Regions from separate parts of the Mus musculus genome. Here region 2 is linked to region 1. Evidence: chromatin contacts called from public HiChIP or PLAC-seq data. All regions are on one chromosome and are shown on one strand. The core of a region is the stretch at or near the end of the contact, and the rest is flanking DNA. Distances in the headings are between cores, read along the strand shown. Region 1 holds the start of Acbd6 (acyl-Coenzyme A binding domain containing 6). Region 2 holds the start of Abl2 (v-abl Abelson murine leukemia viral oncogene 2 (arg, Abelson-related gene)).

Region 1 (7,363 bases), core at 1,331-3,830:
ATCTTCAAGAAACCATCTGCCAAACACCCAAATCTAAACAGAGTTCACAGAGTTTTTGTTAAATAAAAATGAAGTCTGAGGGGACTGGAGAGATGGCTCAATGGTTAAGAGCACTGTCTGCTCTTCCAGAGGTCTTGAGTTCAATTCCCAGCAAAAGCACATGGTGGCTCACAATCCTGGAATCTATCCTGGGATCTAATGCAGTCTTCTGGCATGCATGTAGGTGTACAAACAGATAAACCACTCATATACATAAAATGAATAAACATTAAAAAAACAAAGAAGTCCAAGGACTTTGTAATTCAATTCTATCTGATTTTCCTCAATTTCCTTAAAATAACCAATGTAATCAGGTATGTAGCAGAAGTGCTTACCTGTTCTTCCCATTACACAACTTTTTGTTTGTTTCGAGACAGAGTCTTACCATGTTGCTCCATCTAGCCTGCAGCTTGCTGTCTTGATCTCATGGAGATAACCTGCCTTTGCTTCCCCAAGCCGCTGGGGTGAAGGGTATGTGCCAGCATACCTGGCATCACACAAAATCCTTGCACAGGGATATCTCTCAGTCCACATCATTACTAGCATGTGCTCATAATAACCATCAGTCCTGTAAGAAGACGTCCTCTACCCAGAATCTCAAGTTCAAGACTACAGGACAGTTCAGTGTGTAGCCAACCGTGCTTGCTACCAAGCCTGACAACCTTAGCTGAATCCCTAGGACCCACATGGTTAAAGGAGAGAGCCAACTCCTGCAAGTTGTCCTCTGACCTACACTGACACACACAAACTCAATAAAAACATAATTAGAAATACAGGAGGGTTCTCATGACTACCTTAAAAAAAAAAGAGTTCAGGAGAAATATATGTAACTATACCATAAGCATTTTTTTATTCTAATAAAATAAAAGAGACTACTATCCAGAACGTCATTTCTTTCAAAGTTCCAAAGAGCTGGGGTTTTCCTATTTTCCTAATCATCGATTTTCTTTTCACATTTGCATCTAGATTCCTTAACTAATCCTGTAAGCTTCTTAAAGGCAGTGTCATGATGTTCTTTCATCTTTGCATTCTCTATAGACAGAACACCCAGTGTTCTGCTGAACTGTATCTGTCCACTGAAGGAAGGCAATAGTCTTTCCTTCTGGTACCTAACCTTGAAAGATAAATTAGTCTTATGTTTATAACTCAAACCTGTCCTTACTTTATCGGGTAAAATTCAGTTTTAGAGACAAAAACTACACTTTAATTCTGATATATCCATGTAACTTTCTAAACTGCCTACTCCCCTGGGTTTTCTATTTGGAAATGAAAGTGATTCAGGAAGCTGAGTGGAGAGTTAGTTCATCACCAGACCTCCATGTTACCTGCATGGAGCCCTTAATTTTAAAAATGTGGAGGGACTATATCTAGCAGGACCAAATTCAGCCAAAAACATAACAACTATATTTAGAGTTCCTAAGAATCATAATAGTAATATTGTTAGCATCTTATACACAGTAATGTTCTCTTAAATTTCAAACTTATTATTAACATTACCATGTTTCCTATCACATGTCCTTCTGGCAACAGCGAATGCCAAATTTTATTTTATCATCCTCATTTTGTAAAGGTTCAGAGGCAAGGCCACTGAAACATTGTCATTCAGTGCCCGGCTACATAAATATTCGTTGGATATCAGAGAGATTATTCCATGTCCAGAATGATGCTATTCTCCAGGGTAAAAAACAAAAACAACAAACACACACATACAAACTTCATTACGCTCGACCATTAGCCACGCAATCTGCTACTAAGTTTTTGGAGGAAACAGCCCACGTCCTCTCATCCACCCATCTTTTACCTGCTTGAACCTGGCATACAGGTACAGGAGCTGCTCCCGGCTGGCTACCTGAACCAGGCCTTGGACGTGTGCGGCAGCCTTCTCAAACAGCTCGGCCAAACTCCGGGTCCCCTCGGCCTCGGGGGTCTGGAAGGATTCCATATCACCAGAGTCGTCCCCGGAGCTCAGTTCCCCACCGCTGTCGCCTGTGGTGGCCCCCGAGGGTAGGAACGGTGTGGCCATGTTCACTAGCTCGCTGTGGCCGGTCCTCCCCGGTGTGGCGCGGGTTCCCGGGCCTGATCCACCGGTCCGGGTGCGGAGCTCGAGCGGGAGTGGGAACGCAGTGAGCTGTCTGGCGGTCTCAGGTGATTCTGCCACTCCGCCTACCCGGGCGCACAGGACCGCCCCGTCCTCCCCCGGTTTCCCCTCGGGCTTCGCCCGGGTCGCTCCAACGGTGCGGGGTCTGGAGGCCGCTCGGCTGGAAGATGAGGGGAAGCCGGCGGCGCGGCGCGTGCGGCTGGGACGGGAGCTGGGAGGTGAAGCGGGGCGCGAGCTCGGCGGGTCGGACGCGCACCCGGGCACGCGCCGGTGGATACGGGGCCCCGCCTGCTCCGCTAGCGTGGGTTGCGGCGGCCGCGGTGCGGGATGGAGATACGGGCCTCGGTGACAGACAGGGGACGTCGCTCGTGGTTTTGGGGGGGACTTCGGAGTCACAAACTCCGGAACTCACCCGGATAGGGCCCCCAGGGGAAAGGGAAGGAGGCGGTCCATTAGTGTAGCTGCTAGAGTAGAGTCGCGGGAAACAGAGAGCTGAGGACAAAGGTTCCGCCGTTTCCTAACCACCCACTCTGACTTAAAATAGCGAGTCACCAACAGATGGAAACCTTCCTTCACTGCCCCACCGTGTGTCTAAATGGTTAGATGACTCTCTCCCATCAGTGTTTTGTTTTCCAAACTTGCTGCCCCCTCATTTCCCAGCGCTTTGAGAGAAGGCATCACCAGGCCCCCAAACCTGCATCATCTCATCTCAGTTGTGCCTCACCAGGCCCCCAAACCTGCATCGTCTCATCTCAGTTGTGCCTGTGCTTCTTGAAGTGAAACCCAGTTCTATAGCTCTGCCGGAAAGGAACAGATCTTTCCACGTCCAGCACACTGTCAAAAAGAAAAAGTGTATGCATACACAAAGTTCATTACGTCTACACGCAGACCGTGTACATTTGCTATCAGTTTTTACGAAAAGCACGTTTTGGTACTCTCTCCTGCAGGAATTTGAGAACCCCAATGTGGAATGTCGCTTGAAGAAACTGCTCTCAGTTTTTGGGGTGTCTCACATCAACTGTGTGTGTGTGTGTGTGTGTGTGTGTGTGTGTGTGTGTGTGTGTGTGTGTGTGTGTGTTGTTACTAGTAGTACTAGTAGTGGTGCTAGTAGTAGTAGTAGCTTTCACCAACCCAAAAGCTAAGAATGTCGTCAACTATCTTCTTGGGCCTGTAGGAAAGTTTTCCCCGTCTCAGTGTTACTGCTTCTCTGTGTACCCGCCAATGTATTTTTAGTTTGCTTTGATTTATGACTTTCTTTGTTCTGTAAAACTATGAAACTGTTTCCACATTGGAACTTGGAATTTGGGGTAACCTAAATTTGTAGTCACTCGAAGTGACTCCAGAATAAACTATTATTTATCTTTAAGATGAGTGTGGTGATTTGAGTAAGAGTGGCCCCAATAGGCTCATATACTCGAACGCGTGGTTATCGGGAAGTGGTACTACTTGTGAAAGATTAGGAGATAGGGCCTTGTTGGAGGAAGTGTGTCAATGAGCTTTCAAAAGCTCAACCCAAACCCAGTGGCTCACTCTTCCTGCTCCCTGTAGATCTGAGATGTACACCTCTCAGCTGCCTCTCCAGCACCACGTCTGCCTTCGTGCTGCCATACTTCCACCATGATGAAAATGGACTAACCCGCTGAAACTGTAAGCCAGCCCCAATTAAATGCTTTCTTTAATAAGAGTTGTGGTCATGATGTCTCTTCACAGCAATAGAAACCCTAACTAAGATAATGAGGGATGTGATTTTGGTATCAGCAGTGGCTAGTATGTTCTAAATATGGTAGAGACACACACTCATGTGTAGTCATTTATCACTAGTAGCTTAAAACTAATAAAAACACTAATAAACATAAGGCTAATAACAAAGAACTACAAAGAATGGTTATTGATTGACCATTTAGGATTAAACTTTCAACAGAACTTTGAACAGGATAAGTGAACAATGAGAAACAGGAAGAAGTTAAATGGCTTGGGTCTGACTTTCACGAACATTCTTTGAGAATAGAGAATGTTTCCACTATTAGTCCCTCCACAAAAGGAAAAACAAGGACAAATGCACACCTTATAACATGCATAGTGGTTTGAATAAAACTGGCCCCCATAGGCCGGTAGAGAATGGCACTATTACGAGGTGTGGCCTTGTTGAAGTGGGTGTGGCCTTGGGTGGGTGTGGCCTTGTTGGAGGACATATGTCATGGGGTGGGGGAGTGGGAGAGTTGTGGGGTAAGGGGTGGGCTTTGAGGTTTCAGAAGTTCAAGCCAGGTCTAGAGACTCACTGTTCTCTTCCTGATGCCTGTGGACCCAGATGTAGAACTCTCAGCTACTTCTTCAGTACCATGTCTGCCTGCGTGCCACCATGCTTCCCACCATGATGATAATGAACTAACCTGTAAGCCAGCTCCAATGAAATATTTTCCTTTATAAGAGTTGCCATGATCATAGTGTGTCTTCACTAAGACAATGTGATAACTGGAAGAAATAGGTCAGCAGAGTAGATTAAAAGGATACACTTAGTTCTACCTTAAGATGGAGAGCAGACTTTATTGATCTGATGTTGGTGCCCCAAATCTGAGGAGACAGGAGACTGCCGTGCAGGGTCTGGGATCCAGCTTTTGGAATGGAGAATTGAGGGGTGGAGGAGTTCACCAGGGTGGGAGAGAAGCCAGATGGCCTGTTTTGAGGCCTTCTGGCTCTAGGGCAGGGACAGGGATTAATTGCTTTCTGGAATTCCATGGAGATTCCTGACAACTCACTCCTGCTTTCATAGCCCTGGTTTTGAGGAAGGAGGTTTCTTTAATGACAATGACTTGTTGAATCTCAGTCTCTCTCTCTCTCTCTCTCTCTCTCTCTCTCTCTCTCTCTCTCTCTCTCTCTCTCTCTCTCTCATCTCTCTTTAAAGATTTATTTGTTTTATGTATATGAATACACTGTAGCTGTCTTCAGACATACCAAAAGGGGGCATTGGATCCCCATTACAGATGGCTCCAGTCTGACTTGCTGAGTCTCTTAATGTTTGAGAATCTTTTTTTTTTTTTTTTTTTTCTGAGACAGGGTTTCTCTGTGGAGCCCCAGCTGTCCTGGAACTCACTTTGTAGACCAAGTTGACCTTAACTTAGAAATTCGCCTGCCTCCCAAGGGCTGGAATTAAGGTTGTGTGTCACTTCTGTCTGGCTTCAAGGGTCTTTTAAAAAATACTTTTAATTTTATTTAGTGAGTCTCAATGTTTTGCCTGCATCTATGCCTGTACATTATATGTGTGCCCAGTGTCCACAGGAGCAAAGAGAGGTCATCAGATCCTCTGGCTTGCAATTACAAATGGTCGCTAGCTGCCATGTGGGTGCTGGAAATCAAGCTGGGACCCTCTAGAACAGCAAATAGTCCTCCTAACTGCTGGTCCATCTCTTCATCCCCTGTTTAAGAGTCTTAATCTTTAACACATAAGATAGATATGTTTCTATTTTATACATAGGAAATCAACAAAATGGTTACATGACTGGCCCAAAGCTGCTCAAATCTTAAGTGGGAAAGCTAGGGGAGAAAAATCAAAGGCTGTGAGCCAGAAGCGAGTCTGAACAAAGGGGGCAGCAGATTGTAAACCTCAAAGGTAGATTGAGTGAGAACCTCATAGACTTTTATATCTCTCTGTTTCTAAATTTTTAATTTATTAACTTATTTTAGTTTTGAGAGGGAGGGATCTCACTATACAGCCCTGCCTGTCACAGGGATCTTCCTGCGTTCGCCTCCTAAGTGCTGGTATTAAAGGCCTGCCCTACCATGCCTGGCTGTCTCTAGAGTCTTTATCAGAAGTGAAAGCTTTACTAACAGCTCATCTGGCAGCCCTGGAGATCAAGTTTTTTCTCCTTTAATCTTTGAAAAGAATTATAGTTTCAGTTTTAGTTAATTATATCACTGAACTATATTCACAATGCCAGTGATTTAATAGGTATTTAATGGATTAACAGCAATGTAATAACTAACATTAATAAATTAATATCAATCTTAATATCTATTTTAATAGACTATCAAGTTTCCATTCTGGCCTGTATTGGGGGTTCATCTGGTGCTGCTATGTATTCAAATGCTAAATACTGGCTTCCAAGATCTGGTTGCATTCCATTGTTACTACACCAAATGACAGTATATAAATTTTGCCGGCCAGTCTTAAATAAATAAAAGTGGCTGACAGCCAATTACTGGGGACAATAGAGGTAGGTGAGACTTCATTTACCTTGCTGGGTATCACAGGTAGGGAACACAAAGAGAGAGAGAGAGACAGAAAGACAGACAGACAGAGAAAGGCAGAGAGAGAAGGGGAGAGGGAGAGGAGAAAGAAGAGAAAAGGTGGCCATTGTTAGACAGGATGGACCAGGAACACATTGCCAAGGGAAGTGCACCCTGAGGACAGACTTATGAAACAGACACAGCCCAGGCAAGACTCAAATAGCAAGTAATTTGGGAGAGCAGTTGGGAAATATATAGTCTAGCATAGAAAAATAGGTTAGGGGTAATCACCCAGAAATTGTGCTAAAACTGATTAAATAAATTAGTAGGACTCTGCCTCAATTATTGGTGGGCTGGCCAGATCATAATAAGAACTAATATAGTTATTAAATATCCAACAACAGGTCTGGATTTTTAAAACATATTTGTAGGTCCTGTTTGCTAATATTTTATTTTAAAAGATCTGTGTATAGATGCCATTAATATAGTTTTCCTTTGTGCTGATTAGGTTGGTTTGGTCTGGTTTGGCTTGGTTCGGTTTGGTTTTTTTGTCAACTTGACACAAGCTGGAATCATCTGAGAAGAGAGAACTGAACTGAGAAAATGCCCCCATCAGACATCCCTGTAGGCAAGTGTAAACATATCTTTTACTCCCCTGACATAATTGTCATCTTGGAGGCTTCCTGCTAAGCCTAGGCCTAGTCCTGGAAGCTTCTGACATCTGTATAGTCTTGTCTAGGCTTAGAATGTTTTCAGCCTCTGAGACTTCCTGCTGACTAAACTCACCCTTTCTAGCTCTTTCTGAACTCTGGATAGCTGGTCAACACAGCTGTTCTAGCTCAAATTCCTCTCCATGCTGACTGATTCAAACTGGCTTCTCTCAGCTTCTGCCTGAATTGTTCTGCTTGGCCTCATACCTATCTTTGACAATATGTTCTAAACTTCTGACTCCTTCTTATTCTCTGGCTCATTCTGGCTTCACCTGTGTCTAGTTTGTTCTCT
Region 2 (7,363 bases), core at 2,439-4,938, 1.0 Mb before region 1:
TGTGTATATATATGTGTGTGTGTGTGTGTATACATGCAGGCGCATACGCGCGCGCACACACGCACACACACACACACACATACACACACAATAATAATAATAAAATTTAAAATATAAATCTACACATAAAGTCAAGGACCTATTACACTTTTAAGATTTATTTTTATTTAGTGTGCATGCATTAGAGGATGCTGGAGGAAGTCAGAAGGCATCAAATGCCCTGGAGTTGGAGTTACAAGCAGTCATGAGCCACCCAGAATGGGTTTCAGGAATCAAACTCAGGTCCTCTGCAAGAGCAGCAAGCTCTCAACTACTCAGACACCTCTCCAGCGCCACACCAGAGCTTTTAGTTATGGACTTATATGCTAATAATTCAATATACTCAAGGCAGTGATTTCTTTTTCCAGTTTTTTGAGACAGCTTTGCTACATGGGCCCTTTTGGTCTGCTACTCACTACACACCCCTAGGCTAACCTGAAATACACAGCAATCCATCTGCCTCAGCTTTCCCAGGCTGGGATTACAGGATGCAGTAGGAAAAGGATAGTGATATATGTGTTATTTTCATAATCTAGACTATTTTTCACAATCATGACAAGTGTGTACTTCCTACGTAGATCAGGCTGGCCTCAAATTCAGAGTGTGTCTAAGCCGCAGGCATCTGTCTTGAAAACAGTATAGGAGGCTACAGGCAGGGCTTTGGACAGGGTAGGCAAGCGCCTGACCACTGAGCCACCTCCCTAGTCCTCTAGTTTGTCTCCTTAGGTACAAGCAAAAATGTCTCCACATTTCCTACCCCCGCCTCTCTGGTAGGCCAGGTTATCCTTTGTGGATCACTTCTGTTAGAATGTGGTAGACTTTGAATTGAATGACTATATTAACTAAATTCCAGAGTCCTCCTTGTGCTGGATGCCTGGGCTCGTGGGAGAGCACCGGTCTAGCTTAGATGAGGCCCTCAAGTTTAATCCCCTGGAGCACCCGTGCGCCCCCCCCCCAAATTAAAAAGGATTTACTGTATTTCTTCCAGTTTTTATTAATTTTTTTACACTAGTCTTGGGCTACCATATTCACATCCTATCCATCAGCTTTTAACTTTCAACTTTGTCAATAAAATCGTTATTATCCCAGTTACCCAGGTTGAAAACCTTCATGGTAATTTTAACACATCCTCATTTTTTATAATTAGAATACTGGTGAAAACAGGTAAGACCAGGTTGGCCCTGAACTCTTTTTTTTTTTTTTTTTTTTTTGGTTTTTCGAGACAGGGTTTCTCTGTGTAGCCCTGGCTGTCCTGGAACTCACTTTGTAGACCAGGCTGGTCTCGAACTCAGAAATTCGCCTGCCTCTGCCTTCCAAGTGCTGGGATGTGCACTACCACGCCCGGTGGCCCTGAACTCTTAAGAGACCCTTCTGTCTCTGTCTCCCAAGTGCTGATATTAAAGTTGCGTACTATTATACTTGCCCCAAACTGAATTCATATGTGCAAGAATGCTGTTAACCAGTCCTGAGAACCTGGGTTCAGTTACCAGCACCCACAGAGCAGCTCACAACCATCAATCTACAGGAAGAGACCTAACGCCCTCCTCCTTGCCTATACGGCATCAGGTATGTATATGTACATGCAGCAAAACACACACACATGTAAAATTACATTTTGCTTTTACAAATTAAAAAAGGAAAAGGGAAACAAAATTTGTCTATTCCTAAGTCCAAATGCAGAACTCGGACACAACTCACCCAGCAGCTACAAGTCTTGGGATCATCTCTTTGCATGCTATCGTCACTTCCTTTGAAACGCCCTTTCCCGTGACTAGTCTACACTTCTTCTCCTTCCCTTTCCCCGAGCTATGTGCAGCGGGACAGTTTATCCTTCACTTCACTCCTGTACATATTATCAATGAAACCAGCTTGCTACCTCTGCTAGCCGGTCCTTCCTACAGATATTACATCTCCATCACCAGCCTCTCAGGTCTTAGGATGGCTTCTGATATTTTTCTCCTTCTCTATTCTGCCCTCCTCTAGAACAATGCTCTTAAAAATGGTCAACAACACACTATGGAAGAACAAAAGAATCCACTTGGCATCAAGGGGAAAAAATATTCATTCATTCTTCTTCTTCTTCTTCTTCTTCTTCTTCTTCTTCTTCGATACTGGGGCTTGAACTCAGGCCTCACATAAGCTGTGTACACTGTCACTAATTTACAAGGCTCTATACTTAATTTTCCTCATGGCACCCTTTCTTATACTCTATTTCTGACCGTTGATTACATTATTTGTTAATTACTATAACCTTGTCTATATTAATAAAGACACACAAATTAAGAGTATGTGCTCAAAATTTGTATTTACTAGAGTTCAGGCACTTGCCCCCAAGCCTGATAAAGAGTTTAATACCTGGGAGAAATGACTCCCCAAGTTGTCTCCTGACCTCTGCATACATGGGTGTGTGCGCACATACACATACACACAAAATAAATATAATTTTAAATAGTTTAGAAACAGCCCTTCTGAAGAATATGACACCGAGTAAGTCCCAGACTATGCGGAGCACATATGTATACACCAATGCAGCTCAAAGAAAAACTCATGTTCAGACCACATGGAAGGAAGCCCTAACCATGCCCACCCATCGACAGCCCCGCCAGCCATCTCAGAATCCTGTGTCCTACTCGGATAGGCAGAACAGGGTGGTTTGGCAAAGCCTTTCATTTCTAGTTTGGAGAAAATACTCTGTTGAAAGTAAAAAGATACGGAAAAGGGTTTCACAGTTCACCATTCTGACACTGCTCACCGCCTGGTTCATAAAGCACATACCGAATATGCCACCACAATCTCTTAAAGATTCAGTACCTATTTCCCAATTCCTCAGGGCACGACTCGTTCCCGTCGTTCACAACCGGTTTATCCTCCCACCTCCTGAACCTGAGCTCATACCTGCCTTCATCCTTCCCTCCCTGGGGATACCATCCACAGTTCCACAGTCGCCCCGTCCTGTCCCAGGATAGCAGGACAGTCAAGCCTGGGTCCCTAAGACCCCGGTTCGTGCTCGCCGCCGCCGCCGCCCCCAGACGCTGCCAGCCAGGCGGGGGGAGGGGTGTGCCTCGCCTCCCGTGACTGGCCCAGATGGCAGCCGATTCCGCCCCCACTCGCGGGCACCCCTCCAGCCCTCGCCCCCCGAAGGCTGCCCATCCGCCTCGCACCTCGCCCCGACCCCACCCCACCCCTCCCCGGCCTCCCTCATGCCCTCCACCGGCTCCGGACACACTCACCGTGCTGGGTGAAGACGTTGAAGCCGGCGTCTGCGGTACGCCCCGCCGGGTCCCGCCTGCGGCCCGAGGGCCTGGCTGCGCTGCTGCCCCGGATCCCGCGCGGCTGCGGCTGCTGGAGCCCCGGAGCCTCCCCGACGCGGCCCACCTGCTGCCCCATCCCGCCGCTCGCGTACTCCCGCGCCCCCGCCGACCCTTGCTCACATTCCTCCTCTGCTCCGGCCTCCGGAGCTCCTGGCGCCGCTCCGGTCTCTCCGGCCCAAGCCCAGGCCCTCTGGGCCGGAGTTGCCGGCGGCTCCCACGCGGACTCCTCGGAGCCGCTGCCGCGCTGCCTCCCAGCGACTCACAGACTCTCCTTCTCCCTCCCCCTCCGGCGGCTCCTCGCCCCAGCCGCCGCCGCCATCTTTAAACCACCGAGCACAGGGCGAGCGTGGGACAGAGCGTCTCCCGCCCCCCTCTCGCCCAAGCACCTCCGCTACTCGGTGGGCGGAGCTCGGCGGAGCCCCGCCCCGCGCCGCGCCCCGCTGGGTGGAAGCCGGGGCCCACAGGGTCAGCGAAGCTTTCGAGGGCCCTCGAGTGCTTTTACTGCTACCTTCACCCACGTTCGGCTCCACACACTGCCCCACTTGGAGGACTGTGGGCGCCCGGCCTTTCCCGTCCCACCTCCACCTGTCAAATCAGAAGAGGCTGAGAAGCCACCACGTGCGCCGCGCAGCTCAGCACCAAACAGCTGAGGCTCCTGATCCCTGGGCTTCGCTGCCATTCAATTGAGGAGCCCTTCACACACACTTAGCATTGGGCCCAGAATGAAGTTTGGAATGGTACAGAATTCACGGGGAGATGGTCAAGTGCGGGGTTAACTTAATTCGGTGAATTATTTCTTGATGTGCACTTTGCCGTCTTATTGGCAAAGCGGTTAGAACTCAATTCTTCATACTACCGTGGATTTCTCTTGAACTCTTCCACCATCGACCTACCCGCATGTGTTTCTGTTTACTTTAAAACGCCTGGTGGGGCGCTGGTGAGATGGCTCAGTGATTAAGAGCGCCGACTGCTCTTCCTAAAGGTCCCGAGTTCAAATCCCAGCAACCACATGGTGGCTCACAACCATCTGTAACAAAATCTGATGCCTTCTTCTGGAGTGTCTGAAGTCAGCTACAGTGTACTAACATATAATAAATAAATGAATCTTTAAAATAAATAAATAAATAAAATGCCTGACAGTAAAGCGACTCTTCTCACAGACATGCTTTCCTCTCAGTGCAGGTTGGGCCCTCCTTTTTGGCAAGGAAAAGATAAATCACTTTGACCTTGTTTCTGAGTCAAAACTTACTCATCTTCACCGTCTGGGGTCTAAATAGAGAAATGGACAGAAGAGAAGCTATTTTTATAGATGTACACCCTATGTGCCATGAGGACTGGAGCCATTGCTTAAACCAAGGAAAACCACCCTGGGGAAGAAAAGAATTAGCAAAATAGATATAATTCCCCATACATGTCTTTTGTAGAATGGTGTAAGATCACAAGTGCATGTGGGTGAGACTCAAACTCAGGACCTTGAGTTCCAGGTGAGTGCTCTACCACTTGCTACTACCGCCCCCCACTCCAGCTGATTTTGATATTCACTATTAAAGAGCCTTAGGAGCTGGGGAAAGATGGGTTAATGACAAAGAAGACTTGCACTGCAAGCCTGACCACCTGAACTTGCTGCCTAGGACCCACACAAGCAGCTACTGGTCATAGAGAAAAGCCAGATGCACCAGCCCAAGCTCTGTGATCCCAGCTGGTCCACAAGAAGGGGGGAGGCAGAGATAAGGGGGTCTCCAGAAACCTGGCTTACATGTGCAGTGGCTAAGGGACCCTGTCTTAAAAGAAGCAAGAACTGACAGTAAAAGTTGTCCTGTGACCGGCACGCACACACATGTGCCCACACTAAGAACACTCTAAGTTATTTCATCGCCACCCAGGGTACAGCCAGAGACAACGGAATTTAGTTCCCATTGAAAAGAAGCACTACACTTTAGCACTGGATGGAATATGAATTTTCATTTATATCAAAGTCTATCTGTATTTAAAATACCCTTTTTTCCCCTGAGTGTCATGTTGTACCACTATTATAATAGATCCAGAGACAGTTGGATCACAAATTCAAGGCTAGACTAAAGTGCATCGTAAGAGCCTGTCTGAGAACAAAAGTGGCCACACACCTCGATGTTATGCTATGGGCTTGTACTCGCACTGCTAAGAAAGCTGAAACAGGGAGACACTTGACTTGAGGCCGAGAATCTGAGTGAGACCAACCTGTGTGGCATAGCAAGACGCTGCCCCAAATACTATTTATTTTCTTTTCATTCACAAAGTGGTTACAGTTACTGAAGAGATTAATTCACAAAACACAAAGATGATCATAGAAGTAGGATTTGTTTTTATTGTTTGTTCTTTTTTATTTACCCGTGGAATTTCAACTTGGTGACAACAGTTTGGTTTCTCTGCTAATTCGTGAATGATGGACAGTAATTGCTGTGTAGAACAGTGCTGTGGTTAAGGGCAGGGACTCTGAAATTAGAAGGCTTAAACTCAAAACTTAGCTCTAGCAGAACAGGGATAGTTATATGCCTGCAACCCCAGAAGCTCTGAAGGCTGGAACCAGAAATCAAGCCATCCCAGGATAGATAGCAAAACCTTTTATAAAAACAAGCATGAAAGTAAAAAGAAAAAAAAAAAGAAAAGAAAAGAGGGAAGGAGAGAGGGCAGGAGGAAAAGCATATTTGTTGTAAAAGAAAAAAACCGTCTGTGGTGGCACAAACATCCAGGCAGATGCAAAGCCTCATGTAAATATATACTATTATTCACACACACACTCAAAATATAAGGCAGAGGAGGAAGATTCAGAAGTTCGAGGCCAACCTTGTCTCAAATAAACAAAAAACAGTAAAGCAAAAGCAACAGAGCAGTGCTTGTAGAGTCCGTTTACATAGATTCTCCAACGACAGTGGATTCTCTAGTTCTGTCTTCTCCTTGTTTACAGAGATTCCCCAATGACAGTGGATCCTCTAGTTCTGTCTTCTCCTTTCTGGTTATGTTTTAATACAGTTTTTTATTACCGAGAATGTCCTATGTATACACATGTATTTTGATCATATCCTCCCACTTCTCAGCCCTTCCTCTGCCCTTGTCCCTGAGTGTGGACAACCAACCTACCAATGGGCACATCCCCAAAGAGAACCACTCTCCCACCCCAGCAGCCACCAACTATTAATAACCTCTCAGCTAGAAGTGGGGCCTCATGAGCGCCTCCTCAATTCATGCTGGAATTTTGGCTTGCTTGATTTGTGTGTGTGTGTATGATTTATTTATTCACTTTACATCCCAATTGCTCCCCTCCTCTACTCCCAGTCCCACCCTTAAAAGTCCCTCTCTCCATTACTCCCTCCCCTTCTCTGAGGAGAAGGGGAAGCCCTCACTCGGGTACCACCCCACCCTGGGACATCTTCTCCCACTAAGGCCCAACCAAGCAGTCCAGTTAGGGAAAGGGGAAGCAACGGCAGGCAACAGAGTCAGAGACAGCCTCTGCTCAAATTGTTAGGGGCCCCACACGAAGCCCAAGCTGCACATCTGCTACAAATGTGTAGGAGGCCTAGGTCCAGCTCCACATCTACTCCACATCTGCTACAAATGTGTAGGAGGCCTAGGTCCAGCTCCTGCATGTCCTTTGCTTGGTGGCTCAGTCTCTGTGAGTGAGCCCCCTGAGGCCCAGGTTACTTGACTCTGTAGGAATCCTTGTGGTGTTCTTGACCCCTCCTGTTCACTCAATTCTATCTCCCACTCTTCCACAAGACTCCCCAAGCTCTGCCTGATGTTTGACTGTGGGGTCTCTGCATCTGTTTCCATCAGCTGCTGGATGAAACCTCTCAGGAGACAGTTATGCCAGGCTCCTCTCTGCAAGCATAGCAGAATATCATTAATAATAGTGTCAGGGTTGGCTCTCTCCCATAGGACGCATCTCAAGTTGGGACTGGCTTGATCTTATGCAGAACTTTTGGAGATACATAAAGCTCCTATGAGTTCCTCAGGCCAATGATCATGTCACATCAGAT

The links. HiChIP or PLAC-seq counts read pairs in DNA pulled down with a chosen protein or histone mark.
Region 2: a contact with region 1 is called in an H3K27ac HiChIP or PLAC-seq map of microglia, with 6 times the contacts expected there. The contact joins the promoter of Abl2 here to the promoter of Acbd6 in region 1. A contact is called at or near these places in 2 of 39 promoter capture datasets (the C10 cell line and pre-B cells) and 2 of 115 datasets of contacts at active chromatin or transcription factors (large pre-B cells and microglia).

What each region holds. Positions count from the first base shown.
Region 1 is chr1:155,553,337-155,560,699 of GRCm38.p6, reverse strand. It overlaps Acbd6 (acyl-Coenzyme A binding domain containing 6), which reads right to left and starts at 2,580. Exons shown (of 8, transcript NM_028250.3): 1 at 1,841-2,580. The coding sequence starts at 2,062.
Region 2 is chr1:156,555,112-156,562,474 of GRCm38.p6, reverse strand. Abl2 (v-abl Abelson murine leukemia viral oncogene 2 (arg, Abelson-related gene)) reads right to left here and starts at 3,688. Exons shown (of 12, transcript NM_009595.3): 1 at 3,270-3,688. The coding sequence starts at 3,426.